Regions from separate parts of the Anas platyrhynchos genome. Here region 2 is linked to region 1. A link is a contact called in public Hi-C data. All regions are on one chromosome and are shown on one strand. Each heading gives the region's core, a stretch centred on a gene start, on an enhancer-like site or on the middle of the called end of the contact. The rest is flanking DNA. Distances are from core to core; before and after follow the strand shown. Region 1 overlaps RBKS (ribokinase). Region 2 holds the start of BABAM2 (BRISC and BRCA1 A complex member 2).

Evidence for each region. A called contact is a pair of places that touch in the nucleus more often than the background predicts.
Region 2: a contact with region 1 is called in a Hi-C map of F5 follicle, with 3 times the contacts expected there. The contact joins the promoter of BABAM2 here to the enhancer-like site in region 1. A contact is called at or near these places in 3 of 8 Hi-C or Micro-C datasets (F5 follicle, skeletal muscle and small yellow follicle).

The regions. Positions count from the first base shown.
Region 1 is chr3:38,271,628-38,275,206 of IASCAAS_PekinDuck_T2T, forward strand. The region is part of intron 6 of RBKS (ribokinase); the gene reads right to left. Among named protein-coding and RNA genes, the nearest start is that of MRPL33, 31 kb to the left of the region's middle. Within about 2 kb of position 1,579, at least 4 of the 8 cell types and tissues checked have an H3K27ac peak or open chromatin away from gene starts, as enhancers often do. A contact at or near this core is called in F5 follicle and small yellow follicle, where this site is marked.
Region 2 is chr3:38,312,931-38,316,509 of IASCAAS_PekinDuck_T2T, forward strand. It overlaps BABAM2 (BRISC and BRCA1 A complex member 2), which reads left to right and starts at 1,580. Exons shown (of 12, transcript XM_038176415.2): 1 at 1,580-1,711. It overlaps RBKS (ribokinase), which reads right to left and starts at 1,605. Exons shown (of 9, transcript XM_027454053.3): 1 at 1,353-1,605. The coding sequence starts at 1,405.

The DNA.
Region 1 (3,579 bases), core at 329-2,828:
AGTGAGACAGATTTGGTGTGTAAGCAAGATCAGGCCACAAGCCAAGCTAATTCCAGTTGTTTCAAATTATAATTTTTTTACATACATGCCAGAAAACTTATGCTAGAATAATTAAAAACTGATTGAAATGAATTGGCTTGAAGCTATTCCCTCCCCTCCCAAAAGTAACATCTTTCATTTTACACTAAATATGGGAGATTTCATAGTTTCCAGAAACTGATAAAATAGGGTTTAGAACAAAGTTGGAATTCAAATTAAAATATACTGTGAATTACTAGCAACTTCTGTGTAATGAAGAAATAATAGCTTTCCTTTACTTAAAACAGAAAAGGCAAACACATGAAATGTTCTGGAATAGTTTAATTTTAAAGGACCTATTCTTGTTTTGACTAGTAGAGGTATCAATGATTATTTTCTTAATAAATACTGTCCCTATTATTAACCTCTCTATATTAGTTAGTAGTATTTTAAATGTCCTAAGCTGATACATTTTTATAAGCTTGATATTATCTGGCCCTTGTAGAAGTCAGTGCTGCCTACTGATTTTGGATATACTAACAAGAATTCCCATTATTAGTATTTCTTCCAGAAATTATTTAACCTCAACTAATAGACAATAGCACTTAAAAAGAAACAATAGGATCCTATTATTCTTTTGTATTATTTTTACGTATCTTGCAGCTTCATTTAACAAAATTTGCAATGAATTTATATTTAGATGTACTGCTTTCTACCATCAAAACACCGAAGTATTCTGTTAGCATTTAATTAAATCTTTGCTAGGGCTTTCTTATTTAGATCAGAAGTCAGATACCCATTTTACATTAGGAAGAAAACAGTTCCCAGTGTTGCATTCAAAATAGCTCGGCACACTAAATCATTTGCTGCAACCATTTAGGAGTTTTCCTTCTCCTGAAGGGCTCTTTCGTATTCTTTGAACGGAGAAGCAGCTGTTCTTCAAAACATTTAGGACCAAATTCAAATTGCTGACATGCAATATATTTTGGTTCCTAACCTGCAGGGCTATGTAATTGCACGCACACACTAAAAAAGAAAAACAACACATGAACTGTATTGACATTGTGGTTGTGCCTAGAGCCATACTACAGCAAGGAAGCACACAAATACATGGGAAAAAAAATGGTAAGTACTCTGAAGAGCTCGTCTTGTGCAGGGTTGTCTCTTTTTCAACATTTATAGATGACTGAGAAGAACAACCATTGGTTTTCACTTAGATGACATTGGATACATTTATTTTTCATTAGAAGAATTAAGGGAATGGAGAACTAGCACATTCCTGCACAAACCTCAGGGATTAGGCTGTGCTGCATCTGGGAATTAACAAACTAGTCTCAACAAGCTTGATCTTTCTGGGAAAAGATAAAACTGAACTACAGGCTAAGCAAAGAAAGAACTGATAACCTTGCAAGATTTGTTCTGAGTTTTTGTGTTCATGAACCACATAAAAAGAAAGCAGTGTCAGACATAAAAAAAAATATTATTGCAACAAGCAAGAGTGAAAAGAACAGCTTGTGAAGAGCCTCCTAGACAAACTAATGGTAGATAATTCACTGATAGTATAATTTTGTTTGCTTCTCTCTAGCACATAAATCCATAAGAACAAGCTGTGCTGTTATACCAGATACTGCATGGGATTTCATTAAATCCTAAAGCATTTAATGAAGAACAAAGTGTGATGCATTTGATACTTACATGTTTAGGACCTGAAATCCCATGATTGTCTGAAAGTATAGCTGGCATTTTTAAACTTTTATTCTGTGACAAAAGAATCGCAAATTAAAGCTGCTGACCTATGTGGAAGTAGACAACAGAAATTTCTGACTCAGTAATAATTCAGCTAATCACAAGGACTATCCCCTTTTACTCATCTTCAGCAACACAAACACTCCACACAGTCTATGAAATGTCTGAAGCTGAATGGCTAGCTTTCTGTTCTGCAGCTAACATAATCTTCTGTTACAAACATATCATTCACATGATATCCACAAAGTACAGGGCTTAATCATTTAAAGGTATTTCTTGATGAACAAGAAAGATAGGGGCATTTAGATAAAAATATGTGATAAATACCTGTAAATTTAAGCGCATAAGAAAGCCATACCAAGCAACAATAAGAATCTGTGTAAATTTAATCTTCTCTTAGCACGTATGTCTGTGTTATAAAGTAATGTTTTAAAAACAGCTGACCGGAATAGCTCTAAAGAATTCATCTTTAAACCTGAGAAAATTAAGAGCTATTTATAGGGCTTACTAAAGATGAAGTAGAAATAAGCTATTTGTTTTCTGATAGTACCTAAAAATACCAAATTAAAAAAGGGCATCCAAAAGGGGTAAGGCTCAAACATAACTAGGGCTTTGGCTAGAAGGAAGTTACTTGAGACTTAGAGAGGGACAATGGAACTGGAACCAATGATTGCAGGAGAGCAGCTGTAAGCAGTATATTTGATAAATTTGGCCACAGAGAATTGAAACCAAACCAAACCAAAAACAAATGCCAAATCTACAAAATAAGAAGGGCCACAGTAGGTCAGAGCAAAGGTCTATCTTATCCAGTTCCTCTTTTCTGACTGTGACTGCTACCAGATACTGAAGGAAAGAAGAAAAGAAAGGTATAACGATCTTTTCCCAGTACATGTTCTGGACCATTAAACTATTAGTTACTTCTTGATTTAAGAAGATGAAGGAAATGCAGATGTAATTGGCTGAATGGATAAAATGAATGTATTTTGAAAGAAAAATCAACATTTTTTTAAGATTTGTGGGATTAACTTATTGCTTTTAAATGCCATGTAGAGATGTGACTAGTAACCTTTATTTGGGTATGTAAACATTTATCTCTATATAAAACTTCTCAAGTGCATACATTACAGTGATTTGAAATTAAAGAAAGTCATGAAAGAAAACAGAAAACAGATGGCACATGAATATATAACAATTACTAAAAGAAAAAAATCAATCTTGTGACATAAGAAAAACAAATGCTTCATTTTTCCTCTTTTCTCAGCAAAAAGAAAGGAAAAATGGCAATAGTTCATCCCTGAACATCAATTCAATAATAAATCAGACATGGAGAGGATGAAGTCAGACATAATTGATTATTAAAAGTCATGGTAATGTAATTGATTTCATTGTAAAATCTGAAAAGGTTACTGTTAAAAGTAAAGGTAAATGTGCAATTATGTGCAATTCTGTGTTCTCAGAATATGTTGTAGAAGTCCCACAGCCGGTCTGTGCTCCTGTGATATGGCTGGCAAGAATTTCCATAGGTGTACCATTTCCATAAATTCAGAAGAGATAAGCCTCCTCAACAGTAGAGAGCATATTTCTGTACCTGCCCATGCACAGAGTGATCCCAGACATCTTCAAATGGTAATTACTTTTTAAAAGAAAATAGCAGAAAAGAATGCAAACTGTACCCCCAACTCTGCAGGTGGGTACAAAGGTGGATGAGCGAGCAGGGATCTATTATAATTATACACCTGTATTTCTTGTTCTCCAAATAGAAGTAATTTTCTTTTCTCCATGTGGTGGTAATAATACACACTGGCTCCAGCAAGC
Region 2 (3,579 bases), core at 330-2,829, 41 kb after region 1:
GTTGGCCTTGTTTGTTTTGTTTTGTTTAACTGTCAAGAAAAAACTCAGGCGCACGGTTGTCAGTAGTGCTTAAAGCTGTAGGCAATTTTTGAAGTCTTTTTCCATATTGTAGAGAGAAAGGAAAAGGAATTTCTTGAGAGTAGCGCACCATGCCTTGTGTTTCAACGTAACGTCACAAGCATCTGATCACTCACACACACGTAACGTCAAGATCAGTTCTCCAATATCTTTCTCTGACTTACAACACAACTATTCCTCTTGGAAAACCGCCAGTGCGTGCTGCAGATAACATAAAGCATTACATCTTTCTGACATAGGTTCTATGATTTTTAAAGTGTTTTTACAGTGCACGTCTATGACTGCATTGCACTTACTCCCAGCATAACCTTCTGATCATGTCTTCTACACTTTCTTGACCCACAGGCTTTGATTGTCTGCTGATTCACATTGAGGAATTGATTTATTTTTTTTTTTTTACTGCAGAATTCCCAGCAGAGCGAGCTGATGCAGCCCAGACACATACACTTTTAAATCCTATGTTAACCAAGTCTGCGTACGTAGTTTGAAACCAGATGTGTTTAATGTAGTGCAAATAAAGAACTGGTTTGCAAGTTTACTGGGGCTGACAAGGTCAGGCCGTTTAGGTTAGCATTTGCACCATTGCCAAGTCTCACAGTTCTGTTTGAATTCTTCCGATATTCAGTATTCGTTATGAAACCCAGGTTGCTCGAACCAAAACTTTATTTTTTACAAAGTTTCTAAACCTTACCTATGAGCTAAAAAAGAATAAGGAGGAGGCACTCGGGCCTCGTTGTCAGAGCAAAATGCCCAGAGGATGAATCAAAAGGCACGAGGACGTTCCTTGAAATAAATAAATAAATAAATAAATAAATAAATAAATAAATCAGTTCAGAAAGCAGAGGTGCTTGGTTTCCTGAGGGCTCACTTCTGTTTCTTGGTCTGAATGGCTACGAGCAGCTCGGCGGCCTTTTTTTCTCGCCGTCCCATGAAACGAAGCCTGTAAATAATCAACTTCTGGCCTGCCTTTTTTTTTTTTGTTTGCTTGTTTTGTTTGTTTGTTGTTTTTCACGGGAAGTTTGTTTTCCGACACGAAGCCTCCTTCCTCGCTTTCCTGGCGGCCTCAAACGCTTGGAGCCGAGCTGCCCCAGCCGAGCCCCTTCGTTTACCTCCACAAACCTTCGGCCTGGCGAGCTGGGCTGAGGGCCCGCCTCCTTCCTCCTGCCTCCCGCCTCCCTCCCGCCTCGCAGCCCCCCGGCCGCGCAGCACCGAGGCCGGGCGTCCCCTTCTCCCCCAACCCGATCCCGCGGCGCGTCCCTGCGGCGGGTACTGACCTGACGAGGTCGGTGACGCAGGATCCCACCACCACCACCACGGGGGCAGCCATGGGGCCGGGCCCTGCCCCTTGCCCCTTGCCCCTGTCCCCAAGGCCTCAGCAGGCCGCGCCGCGCTTCCCCCGTCACCATAGCAACGCCGGGGGGGCCTTCCCCCAGCGGGGCTGCCCTGCGCGAACGCCTGCTGGCGGCGGGCAAACCCCAGCCCGGCAGCGCGGCGGCGGCTCGGCGGCGAGGCCCCCTCCGGCCCGGTTGCGGGGGGCGGGTGGCGGTGGCGGCGGCGGGGGCGCGCACGCCTGGGCGGCGGGGCGGGCGCGGGGGCGCGCACGCCGGGCGCGGCCGTTGCTAAGGGGCCGTAGGTAATGGCGGGGCCGGGGGGGGGAGCGGGCGGCCCGCAGCGCCTCCGACGGCCCCCGGGGAAGCGAAGGGGGGTGGACCCGGCATCGGGCTCGTGTCCGTGTCGTGCCCCTCCGGGGGGTAAAAGCCCCCAGGGGGCGGTGGGGAGGCTGAGAGGGGCGCCCCCGGCCTGCTGTGAGGCGAGGCAGGGCAGGGCAGGCCGCAGGGCTTCACCCGCAGCGGGATGGGGCTGCCCCGTGCCGGGTTCTGGGAGGGGAGCAGCCTGGAGAGATTTAACTTATTTATTTATTTATTTAATGTTTTATTTTTATCTTTCTAGGTTTGTTTGGTGTCTACGCTCGCCCCCATAGCGCTGCAGGGGGGGTGGGGGTGGGGGGGAATGGTGTGCGTGGGGGCTGAGCCTTGCAGGAGTTGTGGAGTGGTGTGGTGGGGTGTAAAGCCCGCTGTTTGCTCAATAAACGCGTGAGGTGAACGCCGAGCGAGCCTGTGAGTGCTGGGTGTTAACGGGCTCCTTACATAGGAGATATTACAGATCTGGAGAAACGGTGCAATAAAGCCAGGTGACACTGGCAGCTTGTTTTGATGGTATCTGCAGGTTTTGTTAATGGGAAGATAAAGAACCTCATCCTGTAATTCATTCTGGAAGGTGTCTCTTTTCCCCACGTTTCTCTTCGTGTCATGGCCTTACCCTCATAACATCCACAGTTCCCTCAAAACGTGTCACATAAGCAGAACCACCCGTGAGACCTTTGTGCATAAAACGCTAGGAAGATAGCTTGTCTTTCAGCACGCTTTTCATGGCCTCCAAAACCTTCAGCAGTCCAGCTGGCCCCTCTGCCTGAAGTTACTCTCCCTACACTAGAGCTGATGGAACAAAACGTGCCCAGTTTTAGCCAGCCTTGCACAAAATCTAGCGTTTTAGTTTAAGCTCATTACCTGTTCGAGCTAAGCTGTTGGACTTTGCATTGAAATAGGTCAAGTCTGGACTTGTGTTCTCAGCTTCCCTAGGTAAGGATAAAGGTGAGTAGGCAGTCGTTTGGGGCAGAGGAATAACAACCATGAAGTAATGTCTTGAATTGCCATAGATGTTTGCCAGGCAAGCTTCAGTTTTTACCTATTGTCAGGGTAAATCATGTATGTGAAGAGAGCTAGTTGTACATTAGTACGTGGATGTTCACTCTTCAGCTTCTTTAGCTGCCATAAAATGTAAAATACAGCATATTAAAGGCAATTATTATTTTTAGGAAATTCTTGTTATTTTTGTGCTGAAAGAGCCTGGCCTTTGCTTTATTCAGAATTCCTCTTTGTTGAGCGTTCATTCATACTTCGGTGTGAATGGCTTTCATAAGAACAAAACACATAACTCAAATGTTTAATGTTGCTGCCAGTTAAAAGGAATGATCAGTTTGCAAAAAAATATCCACTAGTTACCAACTAATGCTTGTAAATGGAGCATTAGAAACAACAGAGAAGTATTGTGAGTACAGCACTCCATATGCAGTGTTATTTATGAATGCAGATGAGTAATTAAGAGGTTGTCAAATCATAGAATAGAATCACAGAATAGTTTGGGGTGGAAGAGACCTTAAAGGTCATCTAGTTCCAACTCCCTGCTATGGGCATGGGTGCCACCCACTAGTGGGTCATGTCTCTAATTTTGTAAGGAAGTAAATACAGTCTGGAGGGCTGTTTTTCAATTGAATGGGTTTAAAAAAAATCCATTAACAGTCAGAGTCTGAGTATCGGGTCTTCTGCCCAACTTCTCACTGTCATTGTGACATTACACTCAGTTGTTTGTGGTTATGGTTGTGTTTTTGTAAAACTGCAAAGTTCAGTTAATTTTCAGATGGACCTTTGTGCCCAAGAACTT